2 separate regions of the Zea mays genome follow, and region 1 is linked to region 2. Evidence: chromatin contacts called from public Hi-C data. All regions are on one chromosome and are shown on one strand. Each heading gives the region's core, a stretch centred on a gene start, on an enhancer-like site or on the middle of the called end of the contact. The rest is flanking DNA. Distances are from core to core; before and after follow the strand shown.

What was found. Hi-C and Micro-C count contacts between places; a contact is called where the count stands out from the background.
Region 1: a Hi-C map of leaf shows a contact between it and region 2, with 3 times the contacts expected there. The contact joins the enhancer-like site here to the promoter of LOC100277748 in region 2. A contact is called at or near these places in 2 of 25 Hi-C or Micro-C datasets (leaf and tassel).

Annotation. Positions count from the first base shown.
Region 1 is chr6:20,181,429-20,186,067 of Zm-B73-REFERENCE-NAM-5.0, reverse strand. It overlaps the pseudogene LOC103629082. Among protein-coding and RNA genes, the nearest start is that of LOC103629081, 8.9 kb to the right of the region's middle. Within about 2 kb of position 1,752, at least 15 of the 20 cell types and tissues checked have an H3K27ac peak or open chromatin away from gene starts, as enhancers often do. A contact at or near this core is called in leaf, where this site is marked.
Region 2 is chr6:19,971,567-19,976,734 of Zm-B73-REFERENCE-NAM-5.0, reverse strand. LOC100277748 reads right to left here and starts at 3,624. Exons shown (of 2, transcript NM_001151239.2): 1 at 3,254-3,624; 2 at 2,866-3,169. The coding sequence starts at 3,430. The coding sequence ends at 3,059.

The DNA.
Region 1 (4,639 bases), core at 503-3,002, 210 kb before region 2:
AAGCGGAGGCCCGTCGCCGGGAGGCTTGGGTCGGAGCGCAGCGAGGCCAACTGGCCTTCCCGCGGCCCAGGGACGCCTGGGGGGGTGGGGGGGGCGGAGCCCCCCCCGGTACGGATCGTTTTAGGGTTTCACCCCTATAAATATCTTTGTAAGCCGCAGGAGATATCTATCTCAATTGAAAATCTCCTGCGATCTGTAACCACCCGAAAATAGTGAGAAGTTGCCTGCCGGCGCCCGTGGTTTTTTCCCCTTCACTTTGGAGGGGTTTTCCACGTTAAATCCGTGTCTCCTCTGTGATTGATCCTATTTGTGTCGCATTCATTTATAACACACATAGCAGGTAACAGCTGCCGACCACTAGCTTTGCGCGCGGTTAGTAATTGGCCCAAGCAAGGCCGGTGTCTCGAAGTAGCTAGCCTGATGATCGAGGACAACGTGGACCGCTCCTGATAGAAGGGGGGTCGCCTTCAAGTGTGGATAGTATAGAGAAGATATTTTTGGAGTTGGATCAAGTGGCCGACAGACACCTTGCAGCTTATTCGCATCATACATATTCATCTTTACCCAAAAGAAAAGGTACAAGATCAGGACCCCGTGTGTGTGTGTATATATATATATATATATATATATATATATATATATATATATATATATATATATATATATATATATATATATATATATATATATATATATATATATATATATATATATATATATAGAGAGAGAGAGAGAGAGAGAGAGAGATAGAGAGAGAGAGAGAGAGAGAGAGAGAGAGAGAGAGAGAGAGAGAGAGAGAGAGAGAGAGAGAGAGAGAGAGAGAGAGAGAGAGAGAGAGAGAGAGTACGATATGGTGTGTGCGCGCGCGCTGTTTGTGAATAATCAACTTGGTATAATAGTTCCCAAACTTATAAAAAAGGTCATCTCCGACAGTGGCCTCGCCGCCTATAAAAGCCCCAGCGGGCAAGGCACACCACCCAACAGGCCAACCATCCGATTGTCACAAACTCTCATCACAAAGAGCTAGCCAAGCATGCTCCTTGACCAAAAGCTAGATAGGCAACCATGTCGGAGGAGAAGCACCACCACCTATTCCACCACCACAAGAAGGACGAGGAGCAGCCCACCGGCCGGCGAGTACTCAGAGACCGTGGCCACCGAGGCGGTGACCACCGGCGACGGTGAGAACGAGTACGAGGGGTACAAGAAGGAGCACAAGCACAAGCAGCACCTCGGCGAGGCCGGCGCTATCGGCGCTGGCGCCTTCGGGCTGGTACGTTGTCGTCGTCCATGCAGAGCTATCGATCGATGCTTCGTTGCGCTGACCTATCACACTAGCTAGTTCACTACAGCGTGGACATACATGTCATGAACTCGGCTGATCGATGATGTTGTTTCTCTCGTTTTTGCAGTACGAGAAGCACGAGGCGAAGAAGGACCCCGAGCACGCGCACAGGCACAAGATCGAGGAGGAGCTCGCCGCCACGGCGGCCGTGGGCGCCGGCGGCTACGCCTTCCACGAGCACCACGAGAAAAAGAAGGACCACAAGGCGCCGAGGAGGCCCCCGGCGGCGAGAAGAAGCACCACCACCTCTTCGGCTGATGACCTGGCCGGCGAGAGCACCGGTCCGTCACCGACCGACCGACCGCCGCGCCGCGCCGCCTGTTTTCGTTGAGTGCATGCCTGCATGCATGTTTGACGTACGATTAACAATAAGTCCCTTCCGGACCTCTGCGAGTGAGACTGAGATGTGGGGCCGCGCGCGTCGAGGTGTTCCTGTACGCGCTTGATTTTCTCTGCATGTATAATTGCGTTGAATAAGCGAGAGCCATGTGTGGGTGTGGCTCCTCCCCTCCCAAAGTCAAGCCCTTATGTGTACCTGTGGTTCTTTGTACTGGTATATGGAGATGATGTGTTAATGTAACACGATTTTATTTATCACCTCATCCAAATTATTTGTTACTTTACCCTCGTTTGAGTCTAATTGTCGAGTTTTCTTCAATGTCTGTTGAGTAAATTTCACAAACAACCCGCCAAGATTTGGGGCTAACATAGTTCGCAAACCCTCCCTAAGTCCCCAACTATTACGCAATTCTCCCTAGGGCTAGGGGTTTCAGTCTCATTAATATATGTAGTGACATATCAGCAAAACTGATGATTTGGCAAGCTAATTAATAGGAGAGAGAGAGAGGAAATTAGTGTTTCATGGAGATGAAACACTAAGAATTAAAACCATTGCTTTGTCTTATTTATCTATTTTAATTATTTCAATTAGTTAATTAGTTAATTACTTTGTGTTTGATTCGTGCATTTTCTTAAAAGAGAGATAACATGCTTAGGAGACTATATAGTTATCGCCGTGTTATAGTTTTTCCAATCAGGTTGTTGTGTGCTTCTCCGGTGCATGTGAGACAAAGTAGAATATATTCACATATTGAAGTATTCATAGCATGATTATTGAGGAGTAGATTTGATTTATGTTTCTTTCATACATATTTTAAAAAGAGTTGATAGGCTTAGAGATTATAACCGCAACATGGTGATTATCCTAGCCAGCATGGTTATTGTACTTTCTCCCGTGCATGTGAGATGAAGTAAAAGATATTGCATTGTTCATGGCATTGAGATTGAGGGTGCATTGTTGCGATGTATCTTCAGGATTCAAGCGATGCAAAAGGCCACGAAACACAAAGACATAACTATACCTAACGCAAATCTAGAGGTTATTATAAATATTATTTAATATATTATAATGTAATGGTAATTTAAATGTATGAGGACTGATTTAAATCTTCTTTAATAATATTGTAGTGGACACTTTATATGCAATTTTAGAAGGATTGTTTTAAATAATTTTAGAGTGGGTAATTAAACTCAACTTAAAATGTTATTTTAAATCATTTTAATAATGGCAAAGTGGGTAATTAATTATAACTTTAGGGTGCTACTTTAAATTATTTTTAATAATTACAGAATGGATAATTTTTTGAAAACAAAATAGATCCAATGACTATTATTGTTGGAGGTTACTCGATGAATCGTGAGACTTTTTTGAGCATTTCTCAGATTTTATTTTTTTCCGAAACGTTTTATTTCTAATTAGTATAGAAGGGTTATTTTAAATGATATTAAATAGTGAGAAAGTATGTAATTAAATTGAAATTTAGTGTGTTATTTTAAATCGTTTTTAATAATGGCAGTGTGGGTAATTAATCGCAATTTTAGGGGGCTAATTTAAATTATCTTTAATAATAGTAGTGGGTAATTAATTACAACTTTAGGGTTTACTTTAAATCCTCTTTAATAATGGCAGAGTGGTAATTTTATTAAACATATTAGATCCTATGGCTATTATTATTTGACTAGGTGAGTGCCTGTGCGTTGCAACGGGAACATATAATACCACGATAACTTATATACAAATGTGTGTTATACTGTTATGAGAAAAGGTCCAAGAGCACCTGGTTGGCCTGGGCAACGGCGACGTCGCCGGTGTGGCAGCGCGTGAGGTCGCGCCACCAGAGCAGGCCGTCGCGGCCCTCAGAGTCGTCCTCGGAGAAGGTCGCAGCACGGGGGGCTAGCGAGGTGGGCCAGACCCCGCCGCACGCCGAGAGGAGCCTGAGGAGCAGGCCTAGCATGCTCCCGCCACATCGCCGACCAAGGCGTCCCCGAGGCGGTGTGGGGAGGACGAGTAGTCACGGGCGGTGGCTGCGGAGGCAGGGTAGTTTCGGTGGTGTGGGGAGGCGAGGGCGAGGGTCGCAATCGGCCGTGTACGAGAAGAATGGTGGGAACGGAACGGCCGAGCGCTCGAGCCGAACAGGCGGGACGGGCGGAATTGACAACGCGGAGTTCGTGGGGGAGGGCGACGACGAGGTTTCTGGGGGGGGGACGAGCGGGCGAGGACGACAATCGGGAGGATGGGGGCGAGGGGGCGCCAGGGCAAGGGCATGGCCTCGCCCCTGTGCTTGCCCTCCTTTGCCCCTTAATAATAGGAGTAGAGATATGATTTTTATGAATAATATCAATTTTCTTACTGCCTTAAATGCTCAACCTATAAATAATGCACTAAACCAAAATCTCAAACAACAGATGTTCAACAAGGAAATGATTGTTTGTGAAATAAAGTTTTGCATTACAAAGTCCAAAGGGCTATTTCTTTTAGCCGCATCATGTTTTCTCTTTAGCATATCTTACCCTGTCATTCCATCTTTTAGTTTTTCAAGAACAATTATTTCCCCATCCTTAGTTTCTAGTGTTGGTGTTCAGCATTTGCATAACACCTTTGCTGGCACCGTCTGTCAGGCAAATGAGTTCTGGATCATTGCAGCAAGCAGAGCATAGAAGCGTTAGAAATATCATGACTTACAACTCTGACAAAACAAATATAGAACCCAGGAAAGGAACCACTACTGTCTGCTTTGGTACAAGCAATAAGGATAGCACAATGTGCAAAGATGATAGGAAATAATGGTAAATTCAGCATGTAAAATAAAACAGCACTGACAAAATACATATTTAGACCATTGTTCAATATAAATCATGCAAACAAACTTTGAACGTCTCTTGATAGTGAAATGAGGCAATGAAAGGATCAAAACACCACGCGTTACAAAGCAGGCATAAGATAATAAAAGATGT
Region 2 (5,168 bases), core at 2,375-4,874:
CGATTTTGTTCTTCCTAGCACTTCACTTACAATATTGCTCTAAGTTTAATACTCATCTTGTGAGAGCAATTAAGTGAAGAAGTCATCTTTCTCCTCTCACTCTTCTCATTCGAACTTGGTTTTAAATTTCACTAATCCATATTTGGACCAAGTTTGTTTTGTTTAGAGTTGTTTTTACAGGATCACCTATTCACCCCCCTCTAGGTGCTCTCATTACCCCACCCTTGGCCTCATGTTGCTCCCTAGCACATCTGGTAACTGCTATACTAGCCACGTGGATTCAGACTAAGTATTGTCTCATACAATACCAGGTAGTTGTACTTGTAAATGAGTTAGGGAAGATGAACTCTTTACTGGCTCAATCTTTACTGACTCGAGCAACACCCTCCAGGCATTTCATCTGAAACCCTAGAGTTACTCCTCATGGGTCCCCCATATCCTAGGGTCTCAGAATCTATCCCGCTCTAGGTAGTGTTGCTGACTGAAGACGTTCACTATATTTGTTTTCCCAAAGTCACCTTTTTATCCCAACTCACACATTTTTCCAAAAACCTTCACAAAAAATGAGATAAAAGAGAATTCGTTGCATTCCTATGCATAGCTTATAGGTCGGCTCATGGTGGCTATCCTACCAGGTTTAGCAGCAAAATAACATGTGGTTTATAAAACTGGGAGAAGGATTCAGTGGAATTGCCACTGGGACTAGCAGCACAGGTGCTTGGAACTTGGCGCCATTGGGCTCCAGGTCGTGGCACCGTTCTTCACGTTGGGATTTGGCTCCTCGGTACTTGGTGTGGTGTACTCTGCGATGTAACCTAATGGCAAAAACAAGAAAAACCAATACAAGATGAGCTCAACTGGGGGCCAAGGGTGTTTTAGAGAGATAGGGCTTGAGTTTAGAAGAGTTTTGGTTGAAAACAAAAAAAACAGAGTTCGAACGGAGAAGATGTGGGTGATATATGGCCTAGGGGTAGTTTTAGAGTTTCTGGAAAGTTTAGGGGGTAGATCTAGACTTTATGTCGGAGTTACTCGGGGTGAAATTGTCCCAAGGCATTGGGCCATCCTATAGGGCTCTAGCCCACTTTCTAGTTGCAGTAGGGGGATACAATGGCAGGGTGGCGGCGTTAAGCCACGGGGTCCACGAACCAGTGAGAGAGGGGTGACAGTAGCAGATGCGTCAGGGGGCTAACGGCCGAGTCGGCTAGGGTCGCAGCTCCGACGATGGTCCCTGCCAGTTCACCGGACTTCCTCGTCGTCTGGGCGGTTCTAGCGACGAGATCTGGCCAGGAGGGGAAGATGAGGGTGGGGAACACGACTGGGGTGACCTGGGGTGAGTAGATGGGAGGAAGGGGTTGTCCAGAGTGGGGCGGCGGACGACCATGACGATTGTGGTGCAACTGGCATGGTAGTGATGGTGAAGGTGGGGAGGGAGGCATTGGAACGTTAAAGAGCTATCCCTGGTGAGGGCAGTGCTCAAGGCAATGGCCATGGGGTGGCTTGAGGTGAAGGTGCACCAGTGGCGTGGAGCTGTGGTGGCGCGCATAGGAGGAGGTGAGGAGCTTGATTGAAGCTTGTGGAGGGGAATGTGAGGGGAAGAGGGTGGGACTAGGGGAGAGGGGATTGGGGCGGACCCGAGGCTCACCTTAGCTAAGCTTCGGTCAGCCTGTGGAGTTGGATCACAGCGGCGATGTTGAGTGCAAGGGGGGAAAAGCTGGCCGGGGTCCTATTTATAGGCCAGGGTGGGGCAAGGCATGCGGTAGTAGCACTATAGCGTGGGGCGCGCCATAGTGGAGTTAGGTTGGGGCGACGGGTAGCAGCGGTAAGGTCCATGGCGTGAGCGGCGAGGCGGAAGGAGTTGGTGTCGGCTAGCACGCCGACGGGATGCACAACAACGTTGAAGAGGATTAGTGGGGTGGTGGCGTCGAGGCCAGGTGGCAGCGTCGGGTTCTTGTTGTTGGTCGCGTCGTGGCCAGCGGGATGCTCAGGCTAATTATGTGCGCGCGCAAGCGTGACCCAAGGCCGAGGGAGGAAGAAGATTGGGGAAGAAGGGGAGACGCCGATGGGTGGAGTCGGGGCGGTAGTGTTAGTGAGAGGGAGAGGGGTCGAGGTGAGTGGCATTGGGGGTCTAGCAGGCCAAGTGGCCGTGGTGAGGCGGACCAGGAAGGAGGGAGGGGAAAGGAGGCCAGGCAGGGTGGGCTGGCCAAGCCGAGCTGGGCCAAAAGAAGAGAAAAGGAGGGGAGGGAGGAAAAGTGAACTTTTCTTTAGAAGGGAAAATCATTTTAGGAGTGATTTTTTCCTATGGACTTTTAGGTAGGTCTTTGATATATGTTGAGGAGAGTGTTGTTATGGGGGGGACAAGTTGAGTGGGGGATAAAATTCCTGGACAAGACTTTTTGTTGAGCACATCTTCGGACAACAAATTTAAAAATGGTTTTGAAATTCATTTCAATTAGGAAGAAATTCGAGAAAATTTACAAGGGTGATTTTCAGGGTGTTACAAGTACGAATGCTAGCAGCACCCTTGATCAACATGCCCGGTGGCTTTGGGTAGAAGGAGGCCATTAGCCAATGGCGCATGGGTCCTTTGGCCCGAGGTTGGCCAATGGGCCTAGTGGTTTTGGGCCTGAAGGAGGCTGCCAGCCTCTAACGCCTAGGGATGGCAACGGGTCGGGTTCGGATCGGGTATGGTAAATACCCGCCCGCGACAATACCCGCGGGGATTAATTATACCCATCCACGACTATACCCGCGGGTAGGATTTTGTACCCATGCCCGTACCCGTCGGGTATCGGGCGGGTATCGGGTACCCGCGGGTATAATGACACTTCACACAAATAAACAAACTGCTACACAGAGACACATGGTTGACGAGGTAGAACAAAAGAAAAAACCAAGACATAATAAACCTGATTACTGTTACAGAAGCAAGCAATATTATGAATACATAACTCTCTGTTGACAACAACACATACATGAGACGTGGATAAAAAAACACTCCCACAAAGACACTTCACACAAATAAACAAACTGCAAGTCTGCAACACTTGCACTTCAGTTTTCAGTGTTCAAAGTCTTCAACAGACAGCAGCCAACAGGCAACATAGGGACACGGCCAGGAACACAGCGAAGCAAAGAAAACACAGGCGCCATGGATGGAGTTGAGGACAACCTATTTGAGACGGACCATTGTCAGTGAGACATCAACTGAAAAATTTACATGTAAGGGGAAGGGGAGGGGGCGACGTGCTTGTACCTGCTGCCCGGTGCCTGCTCTGGTCGCAGGGATGGCCGATTGGCCGGCTACTCGGTTAGTCGCCTGTACCTGGCTACCTGCTGCCTGCTCTGGACCTCTGGTCGCGCACGTGCAGAGAGCCAGAGACTCGCGCGCGCCGCTCGCGGGTGAGCAGTGTGGCCTGTCCGTGCCGTGCATGTGCGTCCGTGGACCGTGGGTGCCTAGGTGGTGGCTGGCGGCGGCTGGCAGGGTGGCGGCTGGCGGCTGTGAGGGTGGACGGCGGACTGGGGTTGGTCGGCCACCGGGTGAGACTGGGGACCGTGGAGACTGAGGAGCGAATGAGCGATGGCCTAGGGTTAGAGTGCGGAGTGCGGACTGCAGAATGGACTTGTGGGCTGTTGCTGTGGGCCTGCAGTTGGGCTTGTGTTGGCCGGTGGTTGTTTTCGGATATCCGCGGGGACCCGCGGGTAAAGTATAAAAACCGAACCTGACCCGATTTCATCCCGGGTCGGGTACGGGTAGAACCCACGGGTCAAATATTATATCTGAACCCGATGGGTCAGATATCAGAACCCGTGGGTAAAATTGCCATCCCTACTAACGCCTAGCTCCCATGATCCGGGCGACATAGTGCGAGTACCGAGGCATACGCCTGAGCTCCACCAACCATTTACGAGCGGATTCCACCATATCAAGCACAACATGCCTCATGATTACCTAGGCCCCACGCAACAAGGGTTGTAAAAAGAGAATGTACCCTTAGGGCCACCCCATTGGGGCTATAAAAGAGGGCAGACTTTGACATAAGAGCGGGTTGATCCCAATCGGAAGGTTAGGCTAGACAACTCGAGCTTTCTTGTACTCGGGCCCCAGTCTCGCTTGTACTCATGAGCAATACACCACCACCATAGAGGATGTAGGGTTCTGAGCATCTTCTTCCCTTGACTCATTGGCATCACGCCTGCGATTTGTAGCCATGCTTCAGTAGGGTTGGTGCCCATCTGTCCCAAAAGAATCTCAAGGGGCCTCGAGTTCCAAGACCCATCTATCTGATCGACGATGCACCTTGGTAAATGTCTCAAGTAGTGAGACAATCCTTGAGACATTTGTCTAAAACATTTTATAAAATGTCTATATAAATTTATATAGAGATCTATTTAGACACTTTTACTTTGAATTTACCTCATACAGACAAAATTCGAGTAATCTCTTTTAATATTGTAGAGATGATATTTCGATGTTTGAGGCATGTAGTGCCATGTAACCTTTATGTCAAACATGTAACCAACAAGTTGTGCGACATCTATGAGTTTGCATGAGGTCTTGAGTTTGAGTATCGATTAGTCCAAGAAACCATAATTTTACTATATCTTTGGTGCAATTGAGGCACTATTTATGTCTTTACTACTTGTCTTATGAAACGTAAGACATTATTTGACGTGTCTCTTCGTTCAAAAAGATACTGCGTGTCATCACTATGACACTTTTAAAAATATCTCTACAATTACATTAGGTTAACATATAATCTCGATCAAATAACAATATAGTATCTCTACAAGCCACTTGTGTTTGTAGTGTTACCGTGTTAATCATAAAGAAAAAAAGAATTACTCACTACTATCATCATTACAAAATTAGCCCAAACACTATGTAGAATTTTATTGATTAGGCACAATTGCTATTAAAAACACTAACGTCAAATACCTATATATTTATTTATCGACCATTCATCGGTTTCCAAAAATTACAATGATTTTAGTCGTGCAAATACCACCCATTATCTTACTATTTTTTCTGTCCCATCATACGGTAAACTAGTATGGATGAGTGGATGGTTTGGGTGCCAATAAGGGCTTGTTCGGTTACGCCAATCCAGAAGGGGATTGGAGTCCAATCCCCTTCTGGATTGGCATAACCGAACAAGCCCTAATTGGTC